Regions from separate parts of the Cricetulus griseus genome. Here region 2 is linked to region 1. Evidence: chromatin contacts called from public Micro-C data. All regions are on one chromosome and are shown on one strand. The core of a region is the stretch at or near the end of the contact, and the rest is flanking DNA. Distances in the headings are between cores, read along the strand shown. Region 1 overlaps Spen (msx2-interacting protein). Region 2 holds the start of Zbtb17 (zinc finger and BTB domain-containing protein 17).

Region 1 (5,510 bases), core at 1,980-4,479:
TCCTTGAACTAAAATATTCACCTCCCTCTGCCTCCTGAATGCTGAGATTAAAGGTATGCACCATTAGTTACCTCTGGCCATTTTTCCTTCAGAACACTTTACATTTGTTTTAAATTGTGTGTGTGTGTGTGTGTGTGTGTGTAGGCTGGAGGACAACTTGCAGGGTGTAGGTTGTGTCCTTTCTACCATGGGGGGTCGTCAGGTTTGGAGGCAAGTTGCTTTTAACACTCTTAGCCATCTTGCTGTCTTGGAAAAATTTTGTTTAAGGTTCTTTTCTAGGGATATTTGTAAATGTACTTATTATAGATAAAAATTTTGAGTAAATTATATTAAAAGTTGTCTGCCAGTGGGCATGGTCTTGTGTGATGTTGTAATCCCAGGACCATTCAAGGCCATCTTCACTTACATGAGACCCTGTCTGAAATGAAAACCACAGTTGTCTACAGTGCTACTAAGCTTTCCCCTAATGGTAGACAAATTGGAAATTTTATCTTACCCAAATTTGGAGTAAAATGTAAAAAGAAAAATTAAAATAATGAATAAATTCTGGATTCACCCCTCCACACCCTGCTGTTGGGGTTCAAGTGAAGACCTTGCTCTACTTCTGAGATATATTTATGGCTTCTGAATGGTTTGACCGTAGAAATAAAAAGGTTATGGAAAAAAGGACCTTTTCAATAAACAAAAGTGTTAGCATAATGTAACCCTAGTACCTTGCAGGCCATGGCAGCTTAAGGTCAAGGGCAACCTGGCCTGCAGAATGAGACATGTCCCTGTGTAGTAAGCTCTTGCTTCCTATGAGGACCAAGGCTTCACTTGGTTCTGTGCTTGCCCCTCAGTGTTCTGTGCAGATGAGAGGCGGCTTTGTAGAAGAAGCTTTAACCTTACAAGGTGCTCACTCTTGCATTTCACCGATTTAAGTGTGAAGACAGTTTTCCCTCCAGTTCAAATAGAAACACTCACAACTGCAGCCATCCTGCAGGATTTGAAAGAGTGTGAGGGAACCCTGGGGTTACATGGTTACATGGTTACATGGTCTGTGTTGGTTGACACCTGCCTTTAGCTTTTGTAAGTGTGCTTTTTTTTAGGTGTTAATTAGGAGAATGAATGCTTCTTAGAGTCTTGTGTGTGTGTGTGTGCGTGCGTGCGCGCGCGCGAGTGCGTGGCAGGTACATTCCTGTCATGATGAGCATCTGTCCTTGCCTTGCATCTTTAAGGCAAGGTCTCTTGTTCCTTACTGCTCGTGCCAAGCTAGCCAGCCTTAGTAGGTGCTGGTTTCTCTTGTCTCCACTACTCAGCCCTTAAGGATTCCAGATGCAGGCTCCCATGCGTAATGTCTAGTTCTAGGGGTGGAAGCAGAAGACCCTCAAGTTGCATGACAAGCATTTTACCCACTGAGCCATCTCCCTAACACGCCTTTTTTTTTTTTTTTTTTTTTTTTTTTTTTTTTTTTTTTTTTTTTTTCTTGCAGTGCCCCACTACCTCCTGTGTTCAGGATTTTCATAGATACATACTATTATGGTTCGTATGAGTGCTCATTGTATTACTTGGTTAGGCACTTTGCTATGATAATATATTATTTACTAGAAACTACCACAAGAGGGAGTAGCTTTCATTCGTGCATTAAGTAAAAGTCTCTTGCTGGGTGTGGTTTTGCACACCTTTAGTCCCAGCATTCTGGAGGCAGAGGCGGGCCAGCCTGTTCTACATAGTAAGACCCTATATCCAAAAAGGAAAAAAAAAAAAAAAAAGATTAAGATGATGAGTTGCTTAAATTGAAAGGTTATTTTTCTCCCTCTGTTTGAGTGGTATGGAGAAAGATGTCTGTGTTAAGAGACCACTAAAAACAGACTCTTGTCAGTTGCAAAAAGAAATATGTACATGTGAATTTGTGAAAGTCAGCAATTATATTGCTTTTTTGTAATAACAAACAAAATATGTATTTGTGGGTGTTAAAGCAGCCAATGTCAAAGATTAAAGGTGTAGGATCTGGAGTTGGGGTGGTGCTGGGTGTCGACCCCAGGGCCCTGCACATGCTGTCCCACTAAGCTCCAGCCATTAACCAGTACATACTCTTTAAGAGGACTGCTTCCTCATTTTTTTCGTGGCTCTGTTTTCACCCAGTATACAAATATTTGCCCTCTGATTTAAGCCTAAGTAAGGTGCTTATATTGCCTTATCCAAGGGTTCAAAAATGATGCCAGCCAGGCTGTGGCTGTGCTTGCTTCGACCCCAGCATGCAGGAGGCAGAAGCAGATAGATCTCTCTGAGTTCCAGGACAGCCAGGGAAACCCTGCCCCCCCCCAAAAAAAAAAAAGTGTCAAAGAAAAGCTGCTATGAGCAAAAACTGTGATCTTTCCTGTGGGCCTTTCTAGCTATTAGATGAAATTTCTAGCTTGCGGTTTCCGCTTGTTGTCTGTGATGGAATCCAGTTAAGAGTCACTAGTTAATTCTGCCTCCTTGAAGCATGGTATTGAGAGTTTTCTGGAAGTTGTCATCAGAACGGATAGTCAGTGGCCAGAGCTGAGGGACACCAAGTCTTCGTGTCCTAAAACGTCTCCCAAACCTTTTGTTGTGCCCCCCCCCCCGCAAGAATGTTTGCACATTCTCTGCTTCATGTAGTTTTCACGACTGTTTTTAAAGGTAAGGAAAGAATAGAGTTTTGTACACTCCCGACGGTGGCAGCCTGCAGAGGTCGCTGCAGAGCCCTGTTTTGCAAATGTTCCCTTTTTGGCCGCAGCCTGCTTTGTTGTTGCTTTGTGTCTTAGGGCTGTGAGCGCTAGCGCGGCCCGGCTGCGGGGTGGGGTGGGACGGAAAAAGCGCCTGCTCACCGATGGTTTTGGTGGGCCGGCCTGCCTGCCTGGTTCTGTCTGTGGGAATCTGGGAGCAGCTTTGTTTCCTAAATGGCTTCCCAGAAACGCTGTCAATACTTAAGAAAAAGTGTGACTTCTGGTGGTGCCAGGGCTAGAAGAATAGGTCTTGCATTGGGAACAGTGCTGGGCTGGCCCAGGTCTTCTCTGCCGCCGGAGAAAAAAAACCCAGTGTCGGGGTTGAGTTTTGTTTGGGTAACTAGGAACTGTTTGTGTCTAGAACCAGCCTGAACTGGAATTATCCGGTTTGAGCTGGCTTTTTGCCACCGCCTGGAGGCTTCCTTGTTTCACCAGCGTTTGCCTCCTTTGTGGCGTTGATGGGCTTAGGAGCCGAGGCTGCCACAGGCCTGGTGACCTGGGTGTGGTGTGGGTGTGCTCGCGGGGGCGGGGTCCAGCGATCCTAGAGGCGGGGCCTGCGGCCGCTGTCCCATTACAGTCCTCCCTTTGCCCCCTCTCCTCTGCTGTAGGCCTCAGTCCGGAGCCCCCCAGATGAGGTGCAAGCCGGTGACTGGCTTTTAGCTTGGTCGGGCTTTCAGTCCTTTTCCCTTGGCTTGTGCTGGAGTTGCTTTTGGTTTGTTAGGTTGAAAGGAATTAAAATAAGTTGGGGTAAATCTGTGCTTTGATATTGTGTGGATTTTAACTTTGATGTGAATTTTTTTTACCCCCCACCCCCCACCCCCCTCTCGGCCGCGCTCACTATGTAGCCCTGGCTGTCCTGGAATTTACTGTGTAGGCCAGGATGGCTTGGAACTCAGAGAGCTCCACTTGCCTCTGTCTCCCAAGTGCGGAGATTAAAGGTGCTACCATATCCAGGTCTCAAAGTAGCCTAGGTTTGCCTCCACTTTATGGAGGATGATCCAGAAATTCTGTCCCTCCTCCACTTCCTGTGTGGTGGGCTGTAGGTGTGAGAAACCTGGTTCTCACCTTTTTATTTAGTAATTCCCTGCCATTTTTTATTTTTAGTAATGGTAATGGAAGCTAAGATTTTTATGCTTCTGAGCAGGATTCTATCACCAACCTGCATCCCCAGGACTCCTCCCCCTTTACTTGAGACAGAATTTCACTCTGTATTCCAGACACGCCTGAACTCTGTGGGGGGGCTGTTTGCAGGATGCCTGGCTTGTTACATCTGTCCTGGGATCTGAACTCTGGTCCTCAGGCTAGGGCTGCTTACCACAGAGCGCCTCTCCAGCCTCCTGACCTCACTTCTGTGTCACCACACCTGGCTAAAAATTTATTTTGATATGGAGAAGAATGTTAGGTGAGGTTGTTTTAAGAGATGACTAGTGTCTTCAGTAGAGGTTTTTACCATGTGTCTGCACACGCACTGGAGCTGGGCTGGACTAGAGGGAGATAGACACCCGTGTTGCTTCAGAACCACCATCCACAGACTCAACACTGAGGTGTCCCGTGCCCCTTGCTTATTCTCAGGAAGGACAGTGCTTTTGAATGTGCTGTGTCATGGTGCTTGCAGCTGTTTTGCACTATAGCTTTGGGGGGGGGGTAAAAATTCTAAAGAACTGGCCACATTTAAAGGGAACAGTATTATGCTGATGTTTCTTATAATTTTCAGTCACTTAAAAATAAACCAGTGCCCCCCAAGCTGTAAAAACTACACTGTCTCATGGGTAATTTAGTGCCTTTCAGACCTCTTGGGCCTGACACTGCTTCCAAATACAGTTCAGAAGTAGGCAGTAGCAAGCTTCTCTCTTGTCCTGAGTAGGAAGGAGAGTCAGTGCCAAGGTTAAATTGGAAGAGGACAAAAATCTCAGCACACCGATACAGGCAACACCAGATATACCCAGCTGGGATTTCATCTGCATTGAAAAACCCCACACTTTAATGGCTATAATGACCAACACCTGGAGTCACTGCACTCAAGAGCCTAAGGGAGGAGGTGCTCATTCAAAGCCAGCTAGCTACTGGATGAGATCCTGAATTATTTTTTATTTTTTTATTTTTTTATTTTTTGGTTTTTCGAGATAGGGTTTCTCTGTGTAACTTTGGAGCCTATCCTGGAACTAGCCCTTGTAGACCAGGCTGGCCTCGAACTCACAGAGATCCGCCCTGCCTCTGCCTCCCGAGTGCTGGGGTTAAACGCCCGGCGAGATCCTGAATATTTAAAGAAGAAGAAAAAAAAAAGAGGTGGGTTGTAATTAGCACCTAAAAGGCAGAGGCTCCCCAGGATTACCTAGTGAGACTAAGTGGTTTGAATGGGAATGGTTCCCCTAGACTCATATGTCTGAGTGCTCAGTCCCCGATTAGTGCAACTGTTTGGGAAGGGTTAGGTGTGGCCGGGTTGGAGAATGTGGCACTGGGGGTGGACGTGAACATTTCAAAATCCTTCAACAGGCCTACTCTTTGCTCTTTGCTTTCTGCCTTCAGATCAGGGTGTAGTCCCACCATGTCCAAGGACTAACGCTCTGAAACTAAGCAAGCACCCAATTAAATGCATCCTTTTTAAAGTTGCCTTGGTCATGATGTTTCATCACAGCAATAAAGCAATGACTAGGACAGACTGCTGCAAAAAAAGTAAAAACAACTCCCCAAACAAAAATCTGCCCATGTCCTATTTGACCTGTGTGCTGTCCTGGTTCATGGCTTTTAAGCATTCTAGTTGATATTATACACTACACAGTG
Region 2 (5,868 bases), core at 194-2,693, 61 kb after region 1:
CCAACGCCCGGCTGGTTTTACCAATTCTATCCCCAGAATTATCTGTCCCCAACAAAGCCACCCTTACAACTCACTTAGCTTGGCAAAGTCTTGTTTGTTTGTTTGTTTGTTTGTTTGAGACAGGGTTTGTCTCTGTAGCTTTGGGGTGTTTCCTGGAACTCTGCTCTGTAGACAAGGCTGGCCTTGAACTCTGAGATCTGCCTGCCTCTGCCTCCCAAGTGCCCAGATTTAAAGGCTTGTGCCAGCACAGCCCGGCAGTCTGGCAATCTCGTGACTTCAGTCTCACTCTTCAACTTGCTCAGAGATCTTTCCCGGGTTCTTAAATGCCTTCCCATTAACCTAAAAGTTAAAAGTGCTCAACTTTGCAACATCCCAAGACTTTTAGGCAGAGGCTCTTACTGAACGTGTCTGCTAGAGGAAGAGGAGTGTGAGCATTGTCCCAGGCAACACCTTCCACTAAGGACATACCACCCTTCTGCCTCACTCCCCTAAGTATCCTTTAGACTCCGCTTCCTGGGAGAACGGGACTCCTGTCCTGCAGCGCAGTGACATCGGAAAAGCCTGTTTCTCTCTCCCACGTGAGTCTTGGCTCTCTGAATGGCGATGACACAAATTAACAGCAGGGGACTTTCTGGCCACTCACTCTCTAACCGTAGGCACACACACACACACCCGGACACCTACTGCCTCATGTAACCTATCACACAACCTTAGGAGACAGGTTTTATTACAAGCCCTGCTTTAAGGATGAGGAAACTGAGGTAGCGTCTCCGCTTGGTCCCACTAGCGGACCGAGTCTGTCCTCCGATCTGTCTGTCAGGGGCGGAGAGGGGGAGGGAGACGGGGTGGACGGCTGGACGGCTGCGGGAATGAATGAATGGCCTACGGTGGGGGCGGTGCCCGCCCTCTCCCGCAGCGCAGCTCGCCCCGGCCGCCGCCGCCGCCGCCGCCCCGCGCCGCCCCGCACTTCGCCCCACGCGGCCGCAGCACGCCCACCCGCCGCGGCCGGCCGGCGCGCGGGGTCAAGGGGCGGTGACAGCCCGGCGGCGGGGGCGGAGATGCCACCAGCCGCGGTGTCACCCGGTCCCGGAGGCGACTCGCGCCCCCTCGGCAGCGCGGGTGCACGGTCACCGCTCCGGGCCGCTCCTGTCGCTCCCGGCCCCGCGGCGCCCTCCGCCCGGGCCTCCCCTCCCCCACACAACCGTCCCGGCATCTCCCGAGTCCCCGCCCGCCCGCTGCCGCCTCCGTCCCGCCTCCGGGGACGCCGCGGCCGCCGGCGCTGGCCCAGCCTCACCTGCCATGTCCCGAAGCCCACCACAGAGGGAGGTGCATCACGGCCGCGAGAAGGCCCGGGACAGCGCTTCCCAGCAGACAAAGGGCGCCGCCATGTTAGAGCCGGGCGGAACCGACCTCGCTGGCTTCCCGGCTGTGACTTCCGTCGCTTGCCCAGCGCTCGCACTACGTGCGCGACCGCCAACGGGCGCATGCGCCTGGCCGGCCCGAAAGTTCGTTAGTGTACTTCTGGGACTGTCCCCATTTAAACTCTTGTCTTGGTTTTTCCGCTCCCAGTAGATCCGCAGCTGCACTTCCTGCGGTCCAGACACCGTGTTTATGGTCTCGCTCGTTCCTCACACCGTAAAGCCGTGTTATTTCTCCTCTTTTTTTGAAGAGTGAAAACTTGGGGTGCAAAGAGGGTGAAGTAAACTGCACATACTCGCTCGCACATCTTCGTGACAGAGCAGAGATGGGAACCAAGTTGTGGCTCCCATTATGGTTTTGGTAATATTTTTGCAGTACTGGGGATCAGCAGCAATTTGGACCGGGTAGGTGACTCTAGGCATGCACATGGTGACTGCACAGAGGTACCAGTACACGAAATACTCATCCACATAAAATAAGTAGAGCTTAATAATAATAATAATAATAATAATAATAATAATAATATCATCTAGGCATGGTGTTAATCCCACTGATCGAGAATAAGACCACTACCACGGTTAAAAGACAAATTTGAACTAAGCTTTAAATACTGGCCAGGTGGATGGACTCCGGCCAAGTTCATAGCCAGGTTCCTGGGAAATGGCCCAGAATTAAGTATGGCAAGGGCTTAGCAAGGAAACCCCATAATTCATTGCATCGCCCATCAGGTTCAAACAGGAGCAAGCATACATCCTGACATATTTCCTGTCTGCTTACCTCCTGCCCACAGTGATCAAGCCCATCTGGTGCAGACGGGTCAAACAAACTTGTTTAGGGGAGTGGCTTGTTATCGCCCATAACAGCCTCCAGCATTTCAGGAGCTATCTGTCTTTGGGCAAGTGACTTGCAGATCAAAGGCATTTTTGTTTCCTGGATCTCTATGGCATAATAATTAAAACTTAAAATGTAACTTTGGGCCCCGGCGTTGGTGGGGCATGCCTTTAATCCCAGCACTTGGGAGGCAGACTGGGCAGGCAGATCTCTGAGTTCGAGACCAGCCTGGTCTCCAGAGGGAGTGCCAGGATAGGCTCCAAAGCTACACAGGTCTCGAAAAACCAAAAAAAAAAAAAAAAAAAAAAAAACTTTGGCTCTCACATGCCCCCCCCACCCCCGCCGCTCCTTTGACTCTGTAATGTGTACCTCTTTATATTGGGATCTAAGAACCATCAGCTTAATGGTAACCAGACAGGAATTATCGCTTAGTTAGGCATCAAAGATGCAAGAGCCTATGGCAATTAGCAGAAACAGAAGGTCCAAAGGCCCTGTGATCGCTGAAGGAACCAGAAAATGAGAATGGGGACAGGTATTTACTTAATCTGAGGTCAGCTTTTTTCTTCTTTTTTTTTTTTTTGCAATGATTTTTTTTAGTACAGCCAAGTTATTTCTAATGATTCATTAAAGCTACACAATAACCTTTGTGTTTTACAAAGAACAGATTGAGTGCCCTATCACATACTACAGAACTGTTTCAGCTAATGAGTCTTCTGTTGGTAGATCTGGTTCTACTTGGCTTTAACTGGTACCTTTCCCAGCATGCCAATAGGCATTATAAGTAGCTATTTTGTCCTCTATGCCAGGGATTTCCTTTTGATCTAACATTACAGCCCATTGCGGGACAAGGTGTCAGAAGCCAGCCTTGGCAACCCCCCATGCCTAACTAGCCTCCAGCTAGTGTAGCAATCCACCCCTCAGGTTCCGGGGACCTGGCCAGAGAAGCAACTAACACCTATTCCTTCCCCCACTTTCTTAGTGCTTGAGATAAACACAGGAGATTCCGTATACCTGCCTGAGAGCAATTAACACTCATTCCTCCCCCCACCTCCTTTTTTCTCTACTTCCTCCTTTCTCTTTTAAAAAACCCTTGTAATAATCAATAAAAGGACCTTGACAAGAAAACCTGCTTGGTCCCGCTCTTTCATTCCCGCCCATTATTTTCAGGCTGATCACCTTGGACTCACGGAGTACCAGAGCCCCGAGTGCCGGGGCAACAAGGGGCACTACACTCTCTTCTATAAGTACTTTAAGCTGAAACTAGGACTCTGTTGTCAGGGCCCAGGGAGGCTGGAATGTTAGGCAAAGGCAAGGAGGGAATTCAGCTACTGGGGCCTCCATCAGAAGCATCTGGTTCACTACCCAGCTGAAGAGACCGGGAGCAATGGCATGGACTAGGCAGGTCCCCATCAGCTTTCAGCAAGTGCAGGGCTACCAGCTGTTTGGAGCAGGTTGTAGTCAGCAGCTGATGCTTAGATGTGTCTGCGGGTCAAATGGGAAGCTGCTGAGACAGATGTAGACTGGGGACAGAAGTTAAAATTTAGAAACTTAAAGGAAAATATTGTATTTGGAAATTTCAGGCCCATAGTCTTAGTAATTAGGGAAGGGGAGGAGTCCCAAGACCAGGAGAGAGAGAAATACCACTCTTACTCAGGAATAGACAGGCAGGGAAACTTGGACTGTGTTTGTCTGGAGTCCTTTTGACCTGTGAGAAGCAGATCTATTTCTTAGTTTAAAAAATGACATAAAAGCTTTAGATGTATTAGCATTGCCAATCTGTACTGAAATCTACACTGTAGAAAAAGCAGGTAACATGTGACTGTAAAACAGTTGGGGTAGACTCACTCCTTTAGTTCTAGCAAAAGCTATAGATTTGTGTTAAATGCATGAACCTGTTTCCTCTATCCAGAGAGCCAGATATAGATGGGACAGAAATGTCTTTAGCCCAGTGAGAAACATGTTTAAATCTATACCTAGAAGACAACCAAAAGAAATGTAAAATCTTGAGCTTCTGACTGAACAGTAGCTTATCAGAGCTCCACTGATCAATGTTAAAACTTTGAACTTTTGGGTGTTTTTGGTTTTTTTTTTTAAAGATTTTATTATGTATGCAACATTCTGCTTCCATGTATATCTGCACACCAGAAGAGGGCACCAGATTTCATAACAGATGGTTGTGAACCACTATGTGGTTGCTGGGAATTGAACTCAGGATCTCTGGAAGAGCAGTCAGTGCTCTTAACCTCTGAGTCATCTCTCCATCCCAACTTTGAACTTTCGAAATCTTAGTGTAACAACAGCATAGAAAGGGAAAGAAATACAAAATATTTTGCATTTTCATATACCTTAAGTCATTTACTTATAACTTTACAACTTAAATCATTTTCTGAGACCCTCAGAAGGAACTTAAGCTTTGACATCCTCAGATCTTTATATCTTAGAACCTCAGAACTTACATAAACTTTTTATTTTTTGGTTTTTCGAGATGGGGTTTCTCTGTGTAACAGTCCTGGCTGTCCTAAAACTCACTTTGTAGACCAGGCTGGCCTTGAACTCACAGAGCTCTGCCTCCCAAGTGCTGGGATTAAGGGTGAGTACCAGTACTGCCAGACACACAAACTCTCATATCCTCACACCTTTACATACCTTAGAATGCTTTCTTATACCCTCAAACTTTGCATAGACTTTAGCATTCTTTCTTTCCATTCAAGCATTTACCATCTAATCATTTACTAACCAGAGACACAAGCAGTTATTACCAAGAACAGTCATTTCAAATCATGTTCCTTTAGTAGAAAGTTGTACCTGAAACCTGTTTATCTTTTAATATGAAACTTGTTGGCAAGGCAAACCTGTCTACATTTCCTCAACAGGAGACCTAGTAACTCTAGAAAAAGCAAGCCTTGATTTTTAAATATGAAATGAGCCAACAATTTGGCTGCCTTGGGGAAGAACCTGGTTGTTTACTGCTGCTGCTGCTAGGCTGACAAAGCTGTAACTATCCTAGCCATCAATACCATCAGAGATCTGTGAAGGATAAATTATAGCATGAAGTATAATCCAAATGGCCTATGTATCAATTAAAATGGCAGAGACTAGTCCATTACCTGGGTGGTTATCTCAGGCTCCTGTGGTCTCCATGGTCTTGGGGGCAGAGGTACCAAGACAGCATCAGTCTTCAGTTACCAGGTCCAGAAGGTGACAGACTTTCCTGTGGAAAAGGAACATGGGGGAGACTGACCTTACTTTGTCTAGGCAAAGTGGGGCAATCGATTCTCCAGTGTCCTGCTTGTCCACAGTTTGGGCTAGGTACTGGTGATAGGGGATGCCCCATGGGGGCAGCCTTACCCAGTGATTAGTGTTACCGCAATCCAAGTGGAGACACCGTTGTGCCCCATCTTCTTCTTTGGAGAGCTCATGGTGAAAGATTTTAGTTTGCTGAGAGAAAAAGTTTTGAAAGATTTTAGTTCACAGAGAGAAAAAGTTTCCCACAGGCCTTGGCCCAGGACAAGGAAACTGGCCCCAACACGAGGGCAGACAAACAATCCTTTTTGGGTCAAACCTGGCCCACAGACAATCGAGGACTTTTCAGGGTATATTCTGTGGTTTTTCCTTTGT

The links. A called contact is a pair of places that touch in the nucleus more often than the background predicts.
Region 2: a Micro-C map of the CHO-K1 cell line shows a contact between it and region 1, with 2.3 times the contacts expected there. The contact joins the promoter of Zbtb17 here to the enhancer-like site in region 1. A contact is called at or near these places in 3 of 8 Hi-C or Micro-C datasets (the CHO-K1 cell line and liver).

The regions. Positions count from the first base shown.
Region 1 is chr2:11,748,407-11,753,916 of CriGri-PICRH-1.0, forward strand. The region is part of intron 3 of Spen (msx2-interacting protein); the gene reads left to right. Among named protein-coding and RNA genes, the nearest start is that of Spen, 29 kb to the left of the region's middle. Within about 2 kb of position 3,230, at least 5 of the 6 cell types and tissues checked have open chromatin away from gene starts, as enhancers often do. A contact at or near this core is called in the CHO-K1 cell line, where this site is marked.
Region 2 is chr2:11,811,162-11,817,029 of CriGri-PICRH-1.0, forward strand. It overlaps Zbtb17 (zinc finger and BTB domain-containing protein 17), which reads right to left and starts at 1,444. Exons shown (of 16, transcript XM_027399926.1): 1 at 1,295-1,444.